Linked DNA regions of Rattus norvegicus: region 1 is linked to region 2. A link is a contact called in public Hi-C data. All regions are on one chromosome and are shown on one strand. The core of a region is the stretch at or near the end of the contact, and the rest is flanking DNA. Distances in the headings are between cores, read along the strand shown. Region 1 holds the start of Tnip2 (TNFAIP3 interacting protein 2). Region 2 holds the start of Grk4 (G protein-coupled receptor kinase 4).

Region 1 (3,581 bases), core at 121-2,620, 150 kb before region 2:
TAGCACTATTTGAGAAGGATTGAGACATGTGGCCTTGGAGGAACTATGTCACTGGAGATGGGCTTTGAGGTCTCAAAAGCCCACACCAGGCCCTGTGTCTCTCTCTGACTGTGGATCAGGATGTAGCTCTCAGCTACTTCTTCAGCACCAAGCCTGTCTGCATGCTGCCACACTCCCCACCATGATGATAATGAACTAACTCTCTGAAACTGTAAGCCAGCGCCCAATTAAATGCTTTCTATTATAAGAGTTGCCCTTGGTCATGATGTCTCTTCAAAGTAATAAGCAGTGATTAAAGCCGCTACACACCCCTTTGGGACCCAGAGCACATATTGGAGAAGCTCACTACCAACAGAACCATGTGTTCAAGGCTACCTCAGAACATTATGCCCCACAGATCCCTGCACTCTCGGATCCCTCACATTCCTCAGACCTCTGCCCCCATGGAATTTCATGAGCAAGTTTCCCACAGCAGCACCCCCAAAGTCGAGAGACCCAGGGGGTCTGTCCCAAATTAACCTCCATCACATGTTCCTCAGAACTGCTCATAACCTCAACAGAATGTCAGGACTTGGTACTCCTCAAACGTCACACTTCTGCCACCCTGGTGCTCACCAGAACCCTGTGCCCCAGAGACTCCTGCTCAACTCTGCCTAACTCTCCGGCCTACGAATGAATCTCGAAGTGCTCAGTATCCTGAACTACCCAGACTCTCGCCTTCAGACCCCAATCCCTCAGGATTCCCTGCGCCTCAGATCCCCACGCCCTTCAGACCCTGAAACCTCAGGACCCAGAGCTCCTTAGGACCCACTTGCCTCAGGATCTCGTGTCCCTTATAACTCAGCTCCTTTCAAACCCCAGCGCACCCCTTAAACCACCATGCTCCAGACCTCGAGCTCTTCAGACCCGCACCTCGAGCCTCATACCCTCGGGACCCTCAAGACCTCGCGCACCTCTGGACTCAGTGTCACACTCTCCAACAAGCTCCCTAGGCCACCTTGGGCAACAGCTCTTGCCCTCCCCGCACCTGCCGCAGTTGGGACTCCGAGGCACCATCCTCCTGTCGCCGCAGCTGCTCACGGAAGCGCTCCACCTGATCCAGAAGTGCGTCCACAAGTGATGGTGCCGTGTGCCCTTCCAGAGCCGCGAGGCGGGTGCGGAGGCTCGCGATAAGGGCGTCACGCGCAGCCAGCTGATCCTTCAGGAGCTGTAGTTGCTGGCCTGCCTCGTGGTACAGGCCACAGAGCGCTGAGGCCGCGCTCGGGGCCTCGTCCTGTCTACCAGACCTTGCGTCCCCAGACGACATAGCTGTGGGCCTTCCGTGGGGACTTGGGCGTCTCCAACTTCTCTAGGCTGCGGGAGCGATAACCAGCCTTCCCGGAACTTTTCCCGCCCCGCCCACTCCCTGAGCCTAATCCGCTTCCACCTACAGCTGGCTCCGCCTCGCCCTCTGCCCAGAGTCTGACTCCGCCCCCGCACACAGCTGGCTCCGCCTCGCCCTCCGCTGGGAGTCTGACTCCGCCCCCGCCCACAGCTGTCACCGCCCCTCTCTCTCGATGATCTCACTTTCTCTTGACGTGCCAGCTCCCTTCTAGGTGCTGTCTGCCCCACAGTCTTAGACTTGTCACCACGGCCCTATTCCCTGCGTCTGAGGTATTTTCCTGGAGTCAGATCCCATCTGTGACCAGGGTTTGGGGTTAGGTATCCTCTGGTACAGCAGCTGAAGAAAAGCAAATAAATCCAAGGACTTCAGACATTGGACATGAAGTGTGGTCAGGTTTCATTGGCGGGGCTCCTTCCTCTTCAGGGACTTGACTTGTGTTTCTTCATACAGGGACACTGAGCTCACAGTACATGGTGGACCCCAGAGCCAGCCACCAAACGCCAGCATGCCCCTAAATTCGAGTTAGGATGGCCTTAGCGCTAGAAACTGTTCTTCAAGCAGAAGACAGGAGGGCGCTGGCCCTTCCCTTCCCACAGCTTCCATACAAACCCTATTTTTCCTCTGGGAAGTCTCTCCTCCGTGAAGATCTTTCAAAGGCTCCTTGCTAAGATCTCATGGAAGTCCTCTCCCTAGGTGAGGATGTGTTTCTTCTCTGCTCAGTCTCCTTCTCAGTATCCTGTCTGCTCACAGCCAAGCTCTGGTTGAACCTGCAGGAACACACTCCCTTGCAAGTATCAAACTATATGCAAAGCCAGACCTCACCAAGAATTTATAGGATGGATACTAGGAGTCACGGACCTGGCTCACTTATGTTCAGCTCCTTCTTAGCCTTCAGAGCCAAAACTCCAGTCAGAAGCGATGCATCGCAGCTGCTGCCTTCCCTACCTGGTAGGGGTGTTATCACACTAGAGAATAGGTGTGTATTTTTTTTTCTATTACTGTGACAAAATGCCAGGACCAAGGCAGTTTATAGAAGCATTTAAGTGGGATTAAGGGTCAGATGTTTAAAGCTGAGAGCTCATATCTTGATCCCCAAGCAGGAGGCAGAGAGCATGCTGAAGTCTCAAAATCTCTCTGCCCAAGTGACATGGCTCTTCCAACAAGGCCATACCTTTTTTTTTTTTTTTTTTTTTCCGGAGCTGGGGACCGAACCCAGGGCCTTGCACTTGCTAGGCAAGCGCTCTACCACTGAAAGGCCATACTTTTAAATCCTTCCCAACCTTACATGAGTCCCTAATTGGGGACCAAGTATCCAAACAGGAACCTATGGGAGCTGCTCTCATTCAAACTTCCACATATTAGACGATTGTCCAGCACAACCATTGCTGTGGCCATGCAGGGTGCATCTTGACTGACCAAGGCAGTTGTGGGATGAAAGAGAAGGGGGGGGGGTACCACACAGAAGACCCTGGCCCTGAGTGGATATGTGGCTTTAACTGTTCACTTACTGCCGTGTGTAGCCTAGGGTAGGTCACTCAAGTGCTTTTGAGCCTCGTTGTGAACTAACCGCAAAATAGACATCAAACAACAAAGAAACTTATTCAAATGCTCCTGTGTCACAAGTGTTTGAAGTTCAAAAGCGTTGATTTACAGAGGTGCACATAACTGAGAGAACCTTCCTCTAAAAAGGAGTACTCTTGATGGCACACACTTTCGATCCCAGCACTCAGAGGCAGAGGCAGGCAGATCTCTGAGTTTGAGGCCAGCCTGGTCTACAGAGCAAGTTCCAGGATAGCCAGGGCTACACAAGGAAACCCTGTCTCAAAACACAAACAACAACAACAAAAGAAGTCCTGTTGCCAATATCTGTACATATGGGCAGGCCCCACACAACAGGGAGTACTTAGCCTCTATAACCGTGCACTCCGAGGTTCCTGACAAACTGAAAAGTAACAGACGGGTGATATTGCTTCAAGATGCTAACACTTGGGAGTCTTTTAAAGTGTGTGTGTGTGTGTGTGTGTGTGTGTGTGTGTAACATATGTGCATGTGTATAATATGTATATGAGCATACATGTAATATACATGTATGTATGTGTTTAATATGTGTGTATGTATATATAGCACACACACGTGGATGTATGTGTGTAGAAGTCAAAGGTTGATGTCAAGTGTCTTCCACTGTCTCTCTTCACCT
Region 2 (3,604 bases), core at 892-3,391:
TCCTTCAACTTAAAGATCTCACACAAACTGGATCCTTTGTAACAAAGTACAGATTAGTAGCTGTGAAGAGAAAGGCCAAGTCTTACTTATCTCCTTTACAAATATTACCAATAAGTCCATCCTGTCAATTTTCTCAAAGTAACCATGAACTGCCTTTTGCTTACTCATTTATTTTATTTATTTATTGAGACTCAACCGGAAGTTTTTGAGTCTCACTATGTAGCCCTTAAACTCAGAGCTCCACCTTTCTCGGCTTCCCCAGAGATTAAAGCCATGCAACACAAAGGGTGCTCACAAACTTCTTTTTAAAAGTCAGACGAACATCAGCAGTTACAGATAGAATTTGAAAGGAAGGTACAGTGTACTCCTGAGTTGGGGACAGAAGAACAAGGACAGAGGCTATGAGGTTATTCCCAAAAGGTACTATTCCAGTTACTTCCCAGGGGACAAGCACATGAAATTCGGAGGAAGGACATTTTCAAACACTTTAAGATCATGCTCTGTGAACCCTATCCATGGGTCGAGTGTGGTCAAAGCATACAGAACAGTGGTACAGGACAGCTCAGAGCTCAGAAGTGATGGACTCTGGCTAAGCCTTAGGCCCCAAGGTAATCAAAGAGGAGTCAAGAAGAATGTATACCTGTAAGATCCCAAGGAGGAAGAGTTTCCAGAGGAAGGGTATTTGATTATCAAGCAAAGAAGAGGCAGTGTTTTGCCTCAGTTCTGATCTTTTTGCTGGCTAGTTTAAGGCAAACTTGACACAAAGTATAGTTATCAGAAAGATGGGAATTTCAATTGGAAAAAACACCTCCACAAGACCGGCTGCAAACAGGCCTCAAGAGCAGTTTCCTAACTAGTGATTGACAGGAGAGGGCCCAGACATTGTGGGGCCACTCATGTGCTGGCGGACCTAGGTGCTTTAAGAAAGCAGGCTGAGCAAGCCATGGAAAGAAGACAGTAAGCAGCACCCCTCCATGACTTCTGCATCGGCTTCTGCCTCTAGGTTCCTGCCCTATTTGAGCTCCTGCCTTTAATTTCCTCAACGATGGGAACATAGAAGTGTAAGCCAAATAAATCGTTTTCTCCCCAAGTCGCTTTGGTCATGGTGTTTCATCACAGCAATATTAATCTTAACTTAGACAATCTCCAGGATGTATGCACAACGAATTACGCAGCTAGCCATTGGGCATAGTATACAGATCATGGTAGTGCCTGCCCCCTTACCTTCTTGATGGCCCGAGCGCGGGACACCCCGGGCAGGCCCACATCGTGGCGTGTCTTCCTGCCAAGGATCTGGAACTTCTGCCGGTTGACTTTCACTTCAAATGGATTTGGGTTAGTCTTCCCCGGGCCTCCGAACGCCCCTGCCGGCGCTTTGTGGACCTGCCTCCTCGCCCCAGTCCGCTTCGCTTTCCCCATGACATTCACTCTGCTACACTTTGGAAGACTGGGCTTGGAAGACTGGGCTTACAGACCAAGGAGCTCAAGAAACTCGTGCACAAGATGCAGATGCAAAGCCACGCCCAGCTTCGTCTCGCGTTGAGTGCGTCAGCTTCCCGTACTTCGCGAGAAATACAGGCGTTCTGGATGACACTAAACAGGCGCTCACTCTAGTTTACTGGAAAAATAGACTATAACTCCCAGAAGGCCACACTTCCTTGACTTCCTGGCGCTGGGCCTCATGGGATCTGTAGTGTCCCGAGAGCTGCCACAGTCTCCTCAGAAGCCGCCCCGAGGGGAGCTCTCGGGCTCCCTCTGGAGGAAAACCGTTACCCGGGGCCCAGCTGTCTTGTGAGTTAACTGGCGGCCGCGGCGGCGGCGGCTGCTGTAGCCGTCGCCGCCGGAGACGGCTCTCGATTTAGTAAGCTCCTCGGTGGGGTAGGGCGCGGCGAAGGTTGAGTGCCGCCCAGGACCCAGCACTGAGGAAAGTGAGAGTTACGCGCCCTGGGCCTGGGCGATGATGCTGGGAGGGTTTCGACCTACCGCGGGTCGGCGCCGATAGCGGAGGCCCCTCGCCCGGACAACAACAGGACTGGAGTCCGTTTCGAGCCTCCCCTTGTCCTAACTAAGCGCCGGCGGCGACGGCGACGGCGACGGCGACGACGGCGCTCTTGGTGGGAGTGGTGGCGACGCCAGAGGAGGCGGAGGAGGAGGCGACAGAGGCGGTCAAGCATCCCGAAGCCCTGTAGCTCAAAGGACAAGGGATGCCCGGAGGGTGCACCAGTGGCGTTAGGATCTCCTCCCCGGCAGCCTTCCCTGCCTCAATTGCCTGGACCCAGAAAAGTTCGACGCCGGAAACCGCGGCATCGACGGCGCAGGCGGGGGATCATGGAACTGGAGAACTTCATGGCCAACACTTTGTTGCTGAAGGCTCGTCAAGGTGGGTGCACCCCAGGCTCCTGGTCTCCCCGCAGGTAGCGCCTCCTAGGAGCTCCAGTCTTTGTGAGAATCCTGATCTCTGTGGAACCTTTACATAAGGGAGTTTTGATCCTACTAGAACAAATTCTGAGTTGGATTTGCTGCTTGCTGGTGTCAACAAATGATTCTGGGCTAACTTTTGTTGTGTTTTTAAACAGTAGCGCTAGGCTACTCAATCAGCACTAGGGGCTTAAGTTCCATTCCATTCTCAGCGCTGCTAATCTGAAAGACAGAGTATGGAAAGGTATGCATTGCACACTTTCTAGGGTTTCTTGATTACCCGGGCAAAAGTGCCTGGGAAGTAGATGCTATTACGAAGCTTCAGTGTGTTCACCTTACAGAATGTGAAGTATATTCTTTGAGAAAAACTAACGAGTAACAGAGAAATGTTTTTTATCTTTTTTTGTTTGTTTCTTTGTTCCTATTAAAAATTGTTTTTAGCGCCATTACAAGTCCATTTATGCCCCCAGTGATTTTCAGGAAGAAGAATCTTAATTGGAACATATAACTATTTTCAATACTGGAAACACTAAAAAGAAACATTGTAAGAAATTTCTTAAATTATAGTGAGTGTTGTCCAGAATTAGATACCAAACTAAGGGATTTGAAATCCTTGTGAGCTAGGGCAGTTGAGAGGAGGCTTGATGCAGAAAGATCCTAAGTACAATGGCAGTCTAGGCTTCAAGACTACAGACTATGGAGTAGTGGAGACTAAAGGTATAATCAAAGAAACAAACAAACAAATGCAAAAAAGCCATCTGTCAATATTTTTTAATTAATACTATTATTCAAAATAATACTTAAAAGTAAGAACAGAACGAGTGGGAAGAGAACTAGGTCTTGGCTTTCTTTCTTTTTTTCTTAAGAATTATTTACGCATATGTATACACTGTAGCTGTCTTCAGACACACCAGAAGAGGGTATTCGATTCTATTATCAATGGTTGTGGGCCACCATGTGGTTGCTAGGAATTGAACTCAGGCCCTTTGGAAGAGCAGTCAGTGCTCTTAACCCCTGAGCCATCTCTCCAGCCCCTTGGTTTTCTCTTAAGGCAGTTAGGACAGCCTCGGAAGTATGCACTCTTTTCTCTCTCAGTAAACAGTTGACTGTTCTTGTCTCTCATTCCAAATTCCAATTGGTCCTTAAAGGGGATTCTTAGTGGAAATAAAATTTGATGAATTTTAAG

What was found. A called contact is a pair of places that touch in the nucleus more often than the background predicts.
Region 1: a Hi-C map of prefrontal cortex shows a contact between it and region 2, with 3 times the contacts expected there. The contact joins the promoter of Tnip2 here to the promoter of Grk4 in region 2. A contact is called at or near these places in 7 of 12 Hi-C or Micro-C datasets (kidney, liver, mammary epithelial cells and 2 more) and 1 of 1 datasets of contacts at active chromatin or transcription factors (oligodendrocytes).

What each region holds. Positions count from the first base shown.
Region 1 is chr14:80,450,725-80,454,305 of GRCr8, reverse strand. It overlaps Tnip2 (TNFAIP3 interacting protein 2), which reads right to left and starts at 1,370. Exons shown (of 6, transcript NM_001394684.1): 1 at 1,028-1,370. The coding sequence starts at 1,306.
Region 2 is chr14:80,303,829-80,307,432 of GRCr8, reverse strand. Grk4 (G protein-coupled receptor kinase 4) reads left to right here and starts at 2,141. Exons shown (of 16, transcript NM_022928.1): 1 at 2,141-2,380. The coding sequence starts at 2,329. Nop14 (NOP14 nucleolar protein) reads right to left here and starts at 1,521. Exons shown (of 18, transcript NM_001394594.1): 1 at 1,225-1,521. The coding sequence starts at 1,419.